Linked DNA regions of Sus scrofa: region 2 is linked to region 1. Evidence: chromatin contacts called from public HiChIP or PLAC-seq data. All regions are on one chromosome and are shown on one strand. Each heading gives the region's core, a stretch centred on a gene start, on an enhancer-like site or on the middle of the called end of the contact. The rest is flanking DNA. Distances are from core to core; before and after follow the strand shown.

The links. HiChIP or PLAC-seq counts read pairs in DNA pulled down with a chosen protein or histone mark.
Region 2: a contact with region 1 is called in an H3K27ac HiChIP or PLAC-seq map of alveolar macrophages. The contact joins the promoter of CHMP7 here to the promoter of LOC100624226 in region 1. A contact is called at or near these places in 1 of 5 promoter capture datasets (liver), 19 of 47 Hi-C or Micro-C datasets (alveolar macrophages, blood, brain and 8 more) and 1 of 2 datasets of contacts at active chromatin or transcription factors (alveolar macrophages).

What each region holds. Positions count from the first base shown.
Region 1 is chr14:7,290,620-7,296,717 of Sscrofa11.1, reverse strand. It overlaps LOC100624226 (tumor necrosis factor receptor superfamily member 10B-like), which reads left to right and starts at 4,720. Exons shown (of 9, transcript XM_005670430.3): 1 at 4,720-5,306. The coding sequence starts at 5,145. It overlaps LOC106505885 (a long non-coding RNA gene), which reads right to left and starts at 2,493. Exons shown (of 2, transcript XR_001300721.2): 1 at 2,221-2,493.
Region 2 is chr14:7,385,525-7,391,602 of Sscrofa11.1, reverse strand. It overlaps CHMP7 (charged multivesicular body protein 7), which reads right to left and starts at 1,537. Exons shown (of 10, transcript XM_021074113.1): 1 at 1,058-1,537. The coding sequence starts at 1,356.

The sequences.
Region 1 (6,098 bases), core at 3,471-5,970:
GCCTTGCTCAGTGGGTTAAGGATCTGGTGTTGCTGTGAGCTGTGGTGTGGGTCACACACGCGGCTCAGATCCTGCGTTGCTATGGCTCTGGCGTAGGCCGGCGGCTACAGCTCCGGTTCGACCCCTAGCCTGGGAACCTCCATATGCTGCGGGAGCAGCTCAAGAAAAGGCAAAAAGACAAAAAAAATAAAAAATAAAAAATAAAAAAATAAAGATATTTGCACTCCCATGTTCACTGTAGCATTATCCATAATAGCCAAGAAATGGAAGCCACCTAAATGTCCATTTATAATTGAATGAATACAGAAAATGTATTATAGAGAGTTCCTGGGTGGCTCAGCAGGTTAAGATCCAGCATTGTCACTGCTGTCACTCTTGCCATTCTTTCTCCACACCCTCTCCAGCATTTGTTATTTGTTGACTTGTTAGTAATGGCCATTCTGATTGATGTGAGGTGGTACCTCATCGTAGTTTTGATTTGCATTTCTCTAATAATTAGTGATCTCAATCCCTGGCTTGGGAACTTCTGCATGCAGCAGATGTACCACCACACCCAAAAAAGAAAGAAAACGTTGCATATACATAGAATGGAATATTGTTCAGGCTTAACAAGAAGGCAATCTTGCCATTTATGACAACACAAATGAATCTGGAGTATACTATGCTGAAGGAAATAAGCCAGACACAGAAGAACAAATACTGCATGTTACCATCATGTGAGGAATCTAAAATAATCTAAGTCATAGAAGGAGACAGTAGATGAGTGGTTTTGGGGGGGCTGGAGGGAGGGAGAAGTGGAGGAGGCGTGTGTCAAAGGATACAGAGTTTCAGCTATAGAAAATGAAAAAGTCCTAGAGCTCTACTGCACAGCATAGCGTCTACAGCTAACATTACTGTATTATATATTTAAAATTTTGATAAGAAGGTAAGATTTTATGTTTAGTGTTCTTACCACAAATAATATTAAATAACGGGGGAGACATTTTGGAGATGTTGGGTAGGTTTAAGCATACATTATGGTGGGGTATTACTTATTTCTAAACTCATCAGGTTGTACTCATTAATTATGCACAGCATTTTGTATGTCAAAAAAAAACAACCTAATAATCAATGAAGAGTTTTTTAAAAGTATCTTTCTTGGGAGTTCCCCTTGGGCACAGCTGGTTAAGGATCTGGCTTGTCACTGCAGCTGCTCAGGCCATTGCTGTAGCAGCGGTTAAGTCCCTGGCCTGGGAACTTCCGAATGACATGGGTGTGGCCCAAAACCCCCCCCAAAACCCAAAACCAAACAAACAAAAATGTATCTTTTTTACTCTCTACTTTTGAGGAAATAAAGTCAGATGGATCAATCACCTAAAACTGTAAAACAGGAAGCCACAAACTATTGCAAATAAATGTGAGAAATTTCTCTCACAAGTTTGTACAGGAAAAGAACTGTCTCTAAGAAACTCAAAATGAGATTAAAGTCAACTATATAAAGATTAAGACGAAAACTCTAACTGGCAAATATCACAACAAAGATAAAAAGCAAACTAGAAGAAAATACTTGAAATATAAATCACACTTAAAAGCACGATTTCCCTAATGTAAATTTCTTATGACACAGACACAATAATAATAATACAAATGCTTAAGAAAACCTGTAGAGAAGCTCACAGAAAATAAACTACAAATTACCTGTAACTCTTAAAAACATCCTCACTCACAATAAGAGAAATGTAAATTTAGAGATTTCTTGTTTTCATTCCCAGGCATTTGCTAAGTGGCCACACCTCATGAATAGGACTGTCTCCCCTTCCAGGAACTGAGTCCGCTCTCCCATCTCTCGGGCCATTCCTCTTCAGTCCCTTTGCTGACACATCTCCCTAGACTGACTTCTGCATGTCGCAGTCGTTTGGCATCGGTTGTGCCCTCTGTCCTCTTCAGTACTCCTCTTCCCTTTGGTGGGACCTAGGAGTCAGGGTCAAGTACCACCTACATGCTGATGTCCCCAGATACATATGGCTAATCCAGCTCACACACCATGTCCTCAGAGACTCAATTCTCACTAAGCAGTTCAGTCTGGTACCACGCTCATCTTCACTCCCCACATACAACCCTTCAAAAACTGCTAACCACTCACCCCAACAGTGTCCTGAATCTTTCTGATTTTGCGTACAGGTCTGCTCACCATTCTGTTCAAGCCCACCCATTTTGTCCCTGGATCACAGCAACACATACCTGAACCTCTCCTGCGTTTACAGTTTCATTATGTGTTTCTTTGAGGCTGGGCTCTTTCCTCTCCTTGTCCTGACACCTTGATGTACCCGTGTACTACCTGGGCTTGCCTTAATAGAAGGGCACAGGAAGTTTTCCTGTGATGCTCACGGTAGAAAGAAGAAACGCAGGAATTCCTGCTGTGGCTCAGAGGTAAGGAATCTGACTAGTATCCATGAAGACGCTGGTTCAATCCCTGACCTTGCGCAGTGGGTTAGAGATCCATTGTTGCTGTGAGCTGTGGTGTAGGTCGAAGATGCGGCTTAGATCCTCTGTTGCTGTGGCTGTGGTGGAGGCTGGCAGCTACAGCTCTGATTCACCCCTAGCCTGGGAACTTTCATATGCCACGTGTGTGGCCCTAAAAAAAAAAAAAAAAAAAAAAAAAAAAAAAAAGAAGGGGAAGGAGAAGTGGGGAGGGGAAGGGGAGGGAAAGGGGGGAGGGGGAAGGGGAAATGTAAAAGTCTTAAAGGGATTTTAAGCCCAGTGCTACTCTTGCCAGCTCTGGATGCCCTTGTGCAGAAGATCAATTCCTAACTCACCCAAGTCAGGGAGAAGAAACACATGCAAACCAAAAACCCCAGTCAACCACCCTGCTAGGCATGGTTCCTGCTGCTTTTCCTGGGGTTCACAGAACCACAGGAATGCAGACACTAAACCAGGTAGAACAACCAACAGTACACTTCACAGACATGCCCTGGAAGGCCCTCTATCTGCTTGTAGTCTTGCTCACTTTCAATCCAAGAGCGTGCCCTTATCCCACTGGTTCTCTGCCTAAAACAAACTAGTCCCTTTAGTTCTGCCTGAAACTTTTTGGAGATGTCCCTCACTCACAAAATAAAACCCATGCTCCTGCCAGGGCCCTGTGTGTTCTGCTCCCTCCCCTGGTGACTCTTCAGCATGTTGAAGTAAACATATGTTAAGACACAATGTAGAAAAGAAAGACTTACAAAGTAAAAAACAGGGAGGGGGAATAAGAAAGTAATTATACTAATAGAATTGTTTGGTCAGAAGATATGCAGTTTGCAAAAGGAAAATAAAACAGAAGGTAACATATGTTTGTGTCAAGTAAGTAGGAGAGATAATAGCTACTATATTTCCAAGAAAGAAGAAATCTTTTGAATGAGATGGAGTAAAGAATAAACCTTAAGGTAATTGCCATCAGGATGGTAGAGAAGATAAAAAAACTCCCTTTATGAGGTATGAAGTTCCAGTTGTAAAGTAAGTCAGTCCTGGAGATGTCATGTACAGTATGGTGACTATGATTAATAATACTGTATTGTGTATTTTGAAAGTTGCTAAGAGAATATGCTATGGAATGGCCGTCGAGACTCTCTATGGAAACGTGGGCATTGTAGAAAAGTCTAGCAGAAAAGTCTGCTAGAACTCTCAGCAGTCCTGTGTTGCATCATGCCAGGAGCTACTCCTCCTCTAACTCTAAAACAGGAAGCAAGTGTGAAAGATACAACTATGTCCATTTAAACAGGAAAACGGAGGATCAAAGAGGCCAAAAATTAGTCTTAGGGAGTAAAGAAGACAGGATGGATGAACACCACTTCACTTCCTGGATGCAACATGCTCACTACATGAAATTTCATTGAAAGGTTTATACTGGGTTTTTTTTAGTTTTATTGAAAACCCAAAGTATCTTGAGATCGGAGAAATAATGGTATTTCTAACATGTTTTCTGAATCCATTACTACAAAAGCGTATTTTCACCCATGCCATTCCTGAATCCTGAGTCACCTTTGCCGTTTTCCTTGACTGTATATGTTCAAGTTTTATTGTCTCCCATCACTTGTCTGTGGTTTCTCGAGTTTCCTCTTCTCTACTCCTGTGGGTGCACTTTGTCCTTTCCCTGCTGAATCATTTGTCAAGGGTCTGCCATTGGACAGTCATCCCTCTCCTCTACACGGTGAACCCAGGACACAAGACCCACTCATTTAGTGTTTTGGCGCCACCAGCTGGGGACCACAGCTGGACAACTACTGACCCTGCTCTGAACTAGGCACCTTCTTATAGATTCTTCCTTTCAATGGAGAAGGGCTTGGCAATAAGAGTTCTTTTATCTTTCTTTTTGTTTTGTATCAAATTTGAAATGTGCTGTAACAGACTTTCAATAGAGCTTCTTAACAAAATATTTGTACCTGTGCTGGGTTATCAAATGCTCACACCCCCCTGTAAAATAGAGTCTAGCACCAGCAAATCACAATGTGAAAGCTTGTTTTTCCTCCCACTGCCAATTGACAAATCCCTTTCACTGAAGCCACCTGTATCCCACTTCCTCCTTGGCTTGGGGAGGAAGGGAGGGAGGACATAGGCTTGGGAACAGCACATGGAGTTCTTGGCAACAGCCTACAGATGTCAGAAGTCAAATCCAGATGGAGAGTAGAGGAAGATGCAGGGAACTTGAGGAGTTGGGTGGAGGTTTGGTAATTACTTGGCCCTGACAAACTAGAGAAGGCAGTCCAGAGTGATCTGGACATATTTCTCTGCGCCTGGTGATCCAAAGTACAGCACTGCCCCGCCTGAGCGAGGGGGTGAGTTCTACGTCAGGCCTTTCTTCTTCTTCTTCCCCGCACCCACCCCCCCACCCCGGCGCTCGAGCAGGAGATGACTAAGTCATATGTTTCAACAAACAATGTACCTTATTTGCATGTTGGCTCCCATTCGTCGCTGCCCAACCAGGTGACTCAACGCGAGGGTACAAAAGTCAGCACCGTCTACCCACCAAAGCGTTGAGAGAACTAGCCGGAGAACTAGCCGGAGTGCGAGAGAGAAGAGACTGAGTACTGCCGTGCATTCCTCTAGTGGCAGGGGTGATCCAGCACCCAGAGAAAGACATTCCCAGAATTTCCAGAGCATTCTCGGTGGCTCTGCTGACTATCACTATGCGGTGGCCAGGACAGCGAGCACCCCTCAACCGCACTGGGCAGTGGGGACAGAGTGCACCCACCACCTCAGGTGCCCAGGCGGGGTGCGCCCCCAGCCGCCAGTCTTGGCTCCAGGACCCCCGGGCTCTCATCTTCGTCGTCTTTGGTGTCTTGTGGTTGGTGAGTCCCCATTGGGGGTCCTGGCTCGGGGAGGGGAAGGCGCGCCTGGTGGTTGGGAGGGAGTGGGAATAGGGTTAGGGACAAGGCGAGGTGCCCTCTTGGGTTGTGTTGGAGCTGGATCAGTAGCGGACAGAGTGGGGGGATGGAGCAGCATCATAGCCGGTGAGACCGACCGGGACCCAGATAGAGAAAAGCCCTCTGGCCTCGTGAGCTCTCTCAGGGGTAAATTCCAGGGATCAAGGCTGAGGTGGAAACTCCCTGGCAAGCTGCCCGGAGTGGCAGAGACTGGCTGTCTTTTCTTTCTTTACTGTTTTAACTTATGCCTAAATTCTAAAACACACTCATGGCAAATCAAAACAGCAGCCTGAGAAGAAGAATCACTCTGCTGCCTGCAACTCTTTTTGATCTAACCCCTGAGTTGGAGGCAGGTTCCCAGTTCCTTCTATTCACGTTGCCTTGCGGCTAGGAACCTTGCATCATCCAGCCTGGGAGGGGATCTGCTACTTCCTTTCCAGAAGCTGGTGAAGCAAACAGGAAAATACATGGTGATGCACATCCTGAAACCCCTCTCAATGGAAAGGCTCTGCCCCTGTACTTTCCAGGCTCCTTATATTAAAAAATAATAATAATAATAAATAAAGGTCAAATCAATATTACAGGTGTCATGAAGTTTTAAATGTTTTCATTGAACAAATTAATTCAAAATTCAGAGAATAATATTTATAATCAGAAAGGGATTACAGAATTTATTTTTTTTAATTAATCTAGGAGTTCCTTTATGGCTCAGTGGTA
Region 2 (6,078 bases), core at 288-2,787, 98 kb before region 1:
AGACCAAAAAAAAAAAAAAAAAAAAAAAGCAGCCCAGACTGTTCTTGCTCCTCACCGACTTCTTCAGCTACTGTCTCTCCTGCGCCCCATCTCGGGCCTGGACTGAAACTTTGATGTCAGCCGAGGCAAGAGAGCTGGGGAAAAGGAGGAGAGACCTCTTGATCAGAAAGAGCAGCAAGCTAAAAGCAATGTATCAAAGTTGACTTTTGTCTTCAGCCAGGCTGCTCTGGGTATGACATATACAACGTGTGCATATGCTTTAGAATAGAAGACCCCGGGGTCCAGTTCCCCCATTCTTCTAACTAGCTATGCAACCCCAGGTAAGTCGCTTATCTCCTTAGGTTCAGTTTCCTCTTCTGTCTGCTGAGGACACCTGCCCACAGGACTGCAGAGGGGGTCAGATGAAATGGTGTGTGCAAAGTACCTGCACACTGTGAAGTGTTGTATGTGTATAAGATGTCCACGTTACCACCTGAGGTAGCTCCAAAACCCTGCACCTGTTGCACAGGTAGCACCTAAAGGGCACCAAGATACTCAGTAAAGCCCTCAACCTCCCTCATGTCTTCTGCTCCAAACCGCTTGTGCCAAGGATAAGCCAAGACAGGCCAGACACATGACCTCTGCTGGGAGGCTGCTAGCAAGATCCCTACAGGCCTCTTCCCCACAACTGTCTTCTTAGCTCTGCCTTTCCTTAGTTCAATAAATCCTGTCTCATGGACCATTTATGTTTCGAGGTAATCTGAATTCAGAAGTCCCTACGAAATAACTACATAATGGGATTCCAGTCCAGACAAATCACTGTCACCTCCGACAGGCTGGCTTCTACTCTAAACCCTCTGCATCTCCGTAATGAGGCTACCCTGGCCTCTCAATTTCCCTCCACCCTCCTCCCTCTCTCTCCCAACACCCCCTAACCTAGCCTCCTTCTTCGCCCACAGAGCAAACAGAGACTGCCCAGGGGGCCAGCTCCTGGGCTGGGCGGCGTGCGCTCGGGAGAACTGCCCGGGTCCCTGCCCGCGGGGAGCCGCCCCGCCCCCCGGCCCGGGCCCGCCCTCACCGCAGCAGGTCCTGCAGCACGGTGGCCAGCCCCAGCGGGACGCTGCCCTTGCGCTGAAAGGCCTCCTGCAAGTCCCGCAGACGCAGGCGCACCACCCCCTGGCGGCGGCTGTGGCTCAGCACCAACGGTGCCCAGAAGCCCATCTTGCTGTCCCAGTCGGTGCTGTTCACCTCGCGACTCCTTTTGAAGGCGGAGAACAGGAAAGACATGCGCTCCTCATCTTCCTCCCACTCGGGGGGCAGTAGGCCCGCCGAGTCTCCCCCGGCCGGGGCCTCGGCCTCCCGCTCCGGGGACCACATCGGAACCCCAGCCCCGCCAAGGCTCCGAACACAACCCTGGCCCTGGTCCCCTTCCGTCCTGGTTCCCTCCCGGCTTCCGTTCCTTGGCCACCTCCTCTTCTGTCATTACGTCACCGCCCCATGAAATAAGTCCGCGTGTCCTCACGGCGCACGCGTCTCCGCCCGGCCTGCGCCCGGAAGTAGGATGATGACCCTATTTTTCGAGAAACTCAGAGCGCTTGCGCCAACCCCTCCTCCCGCAGCCTTTGTGCGGTAAGGAGGACGTCGCGTGTGCGCAGCGGGTAAGTGCGCATCGTCGCACCCCGTCTGGAATCGGGAAGTTTGGCAAAGCATCGTAGAGGCAAACGACTGTCCGCCGAACTTGTGGTGGTTTCTGATAGGACTGTAGAGTCCCGCTAAGGGGCGCCAGAGGCACGAGCGTCAGCCACGCAGATCACCTTGTAGCGGCGTTCTTCAGACATTTAAACTTCCGAGTGAGCTCCCTTTTACGATAACGTCACGGATAAACAAAACTCTCGATCACTTAAGCTCTGTGAGAGTGTATACCCGGATTTTCAAGGATATATAAGCTTTCACTCCTCACCTTCTCTATCTTGGAGTGTCCCTTTGTTACCTTCTCAGAATCAATATACCCTTAAGATCGCGCTCAGTTCTTATTTTCCTTGAAACCGTCTCCAACTGTTCTGACTCATCGTTGATCTCTTTCACGATGAAAGAGTACAGCATGGGCTGAACAATACAGCATTTACTATTCCGGGTCCTGTTCCCTCGTTCCCTGAGAGCGGTGCAATGGCTTTAATATCTGTAATGCATGGTGGTGCTGGAGAACTATTTCATAAACTGAAAAGGGCATACCTTGACCCTTGCCCTTCTAATTATCTTAGAATTGTTAGATTCTCTCACACACAGACACAAAAATCTTAACGAGTAACAGACATATTCAGTGTGTTAAGAATAAACTGGTTTTCTTTTTAATTGAACCATCTAAAAGGTGAAAAGAGTTTCTTATTTAATGGAACCAGGTAACAGTCATCAGAGTGGAACATAAATTTGGCCTCTGTCGCTCACTGGCTGTATGACCTTGGGCCTCTTGTAAAGTAATATTTCCTAATAGGGTTGTTTGAGGGAAATGTTACAATGTATGTAAAATACTTGGCAAATGATGTAGTGGGTGTTATCACTGAGTGACAGGATGTTTAGTAGTTGGGACTTAGTGTAAGGAAGAATTTTAATAAGCATTTTAAAGGAGAGGAAGTGATATGATTGGTTACGTAAATGAATGTGTTGATACTGATGACTTGTGTTATTCCTCCAAGCACTTTCACAGACAATACCTCATTTAATACTCATAGCAATTGACAAAAATTCTTGACCACACTCTAGACAGGCTCCTCTAAGTCTTCTTAACTATACCTGTCAACCTTAGTCTATAAAGATGTGAACAAAAACTAACAGTTTCTAGCAGCTGAAGGCATATTTGTAAGGTGACCCTACCCCCCCTTAAAGTGCCTGCCTAAGAAAACTCAAGGTTATCAAAAAAAATTTACTATTTGTTCCAGCCAACACCTGAAGACAGAGCCCCTGTCTCCTAGCCTCTGTGAGAGGGGAGGAGTCTTACTTTGATAAGCCCTAGTTAGCAAACCCAAATGAGTTTTACAGGGATCAACCCTCCCTTCCTGCATTGTGTAATTTTTCACTGACTCTACTGAGACAGGCTTACCCTCTTCCCTATCCCCTTGTTCTCCCTTTAAAGAGCCCAGTCACCTCTGTACAAATAGAAGCTGAGTTCAGTTCACCCTGGACTCTTTTCCTTATTGCAGTAATATACTACTGATTAAAATCTGTTTGACGACTTTAGCCTCCGGCTTTGTAAACAAAAGACCAAATTTTGACACTTTCCTGTGCGATGAGTTTGGGTACTTCTTCCATTTTATAGATGAGAATGTTGAACCACAACTACGTTAAGTCTGGTGGAGAACATTCCAGAAAAGAAGAATAGTATGTAACTTGAGCAAATAAGCTGTACCCTGAGAAACACATTTCTTCATGCTGTCATGCCAATAAAATGGCTGGTTGATCTGTGTCATGAGAGAGACCAGGCTGTTTTCTGCCAGAGATCTCTGAGTCTGAGTCAGAATAGTCCAGATCCTAAGCATCTAAAGGAAAGCAAAGTTGGGCACTGGTGTCCACCTGCACCTGAAAGCGCTACTGGGTTCCTGACACCTCTGGGCGCAGACTTCCCTGCCTTCACCTTTTAGAGATTAGAAGGGCTGCAGGGAGTAGTGCAGAACCGAAAGGAAGCTCTGCTGATCCTGAGAGGGGCAGGTGGGTATGTGGCAAAGCTTTCACGCTCCAGGCTTCCAACCACTACTCTCTTCCTCTGCTCTGTGGGACTAGCTCATTTTCTTCCTTAGGTCACAGCTTACAGGTCACTGAAAGATCTTGTCTGAACACCCCACCTCACATAGCACCCTTGGCATTTTAGAATGGATGGGTCAGTTTGACAACACCTGCTGATTAATCTTAACATCACAGAAAGAAAGACAACCAGATACGACATACCTCCTGAAGTAATGTGATGGGAAGTACACAGAACCACCTATGAAGCATTTTTGTCCAAAAACTGAATCTGAATCTGATCAAGCCATTAGATCTAAGTATACTGGTTAATGGAAGTTAAAAAAAAAATCAGAAAGTAGAGGAATATGCTAAGCAAAACTGAGTTGCAATCAGCAAAATCCAGGTTGAAGAATTCTGCTAGATAATGACCTTGTTTCCTCAAAAAGATAATGGCAACAGGAGTTCCCATCTCGTGGCTCAGTGGTTAACGAATCTGACTTGGAACCATAAGGTTGCGGGTTTGATCCCTGGCCTTGCTCAGTGGGTTAAGGATCCAGTGTTGCCATGAGCTGTGGTGTAGGTTGCAGACGCGGCTTGGATCCCGAATTGCTATGGCTCTGGCATAGGCCTGCGGCTACAGCTCCGATTTGACCCCCTAGCCTGGGAACCTCCATATGCCGGAGAGCGGCCCAAGAAATGGCAAAAAGACCAAAAAAAAAAAAAAAAAAAAAAAAAACTTAAAGATAATGGCAACAAAGAGACTTTTAATGTGCATTGTTATTGGGTCTGATTTGGGTCCAACTTACATAAAGATAAACACTCATCTATGATAGTACTTTCAATATTAACTGGATATTTGGTGATATTAGCAAATTGAGTGCAATGATATGGTGCTTATGTTTTACTGAAAGTATTTATATCTTGAAGATACCCCTAAAGTATTTATGAATGAGACTGTAGCATATTTGTGGCAGGAGATTGGGTGGGGAATAGTAGAGAAGTATCGGTGAGTGTGAATTTCATATTCAGTACCTGGAACATAGTTAGTGCTTAAATATTATTCAATTTTTAATGAATAACGCAATCACTTAGATCTGAATTCTGGTTTCATCTTTATTAGTAAAGAGCTGCAAGACCTCAGACAAGCCGGGTTCCTCTCTGATTCCTTCTCTGTGAACTAAAGGTATCTATGCTATGATCTTGAGGTTCTTTTCCTAGTGCCCATTTTCCCCTTCTAAATGTATTATCTACTGTAGATGTGTGACTGCAGAAGTTCTTTAGCTCTGGGGAGTCTGAAGAATAAAATGTCACATAAACATCAGCATATCGTGGCAGTGATATTTATTTACTGATGCCCCAATGTGATTTTGGCCAGACCCCTAAGCAGCCTCACTTCAGCCGTGAAGCACAAGCAGAGCGTTGCTTCAAACACTGCAAGGCGTCTGTGGTGCTACAAGATGCTCCGTGCCATCTCTCCTGCTTCCTAGGGATGCCTCATCATTTTTGTAGAAATGCTCATGACCTGTTTTGTTATCCAGTTATCTCTGTAGTCCACAGCCTTTAGGACTTGGCTAAAAGAGGCATGAAAAGGAAAATATATGATTCTTAGCGTAGGAGATTTCGAGGGGAAGAAGCCAGGCTTGTTAATATTCTGTTCAGGCACCACTATGTTATGGGAGCCTTTCCCGATCTCTTTCTTTCCTCTTCCGTCTTGCTCCAGGCCAGATTGGGTGCCCCTCATCTTTCTCTTGTGTGCCTCTCTATCATTTAACAGGCCACACTCCTTTCTAAGTTTCTGTTTATGCACCTGTCTCTCTGAAGTGCCTCCCGTGTCCTTAATATTTGTTTCTATCACAGCGCCTGGTACATCCAAAGGACTCAGTTTGTTGAATGAATAAATAGTTGAATTTAATTGACGAAACCATGAATAAAGACTCAATTTCACGAGGCCTATTATTTATTTATTTATGACTTTTAGGGCCGCACCTGTGGCATATGAGGTTCCCAGGATAGGGGTCTAATCGGAGCTGTTGCTGCCAGCCTACACCACAGCCACAGCAATGCCAGATCCTTAACCCAGTGAGCAAGGCCAGGGATTGAACCTGCAACCTCATGGTTCCTAGTCAGATTCGTTTCCACTGCACCATGACAGGAACTCCCCATGAGGCCTATTCTTTATATCATAAGAATATTTATGCTAATATGATGCACTAATATAGTAGTTGAATTTTTCATTTTTCAATGACATAGTTGTTTCTTTGTTCGGGGCTGAAATGCCTCTTAATTGTCTACATGCGCAGACAGAGGTGTTAGAACAATCACAGATGTAGGAAATCCTCTTGCTTCTTTCTTCAAAACACCCAAACCACAGAAGGGTTGTTG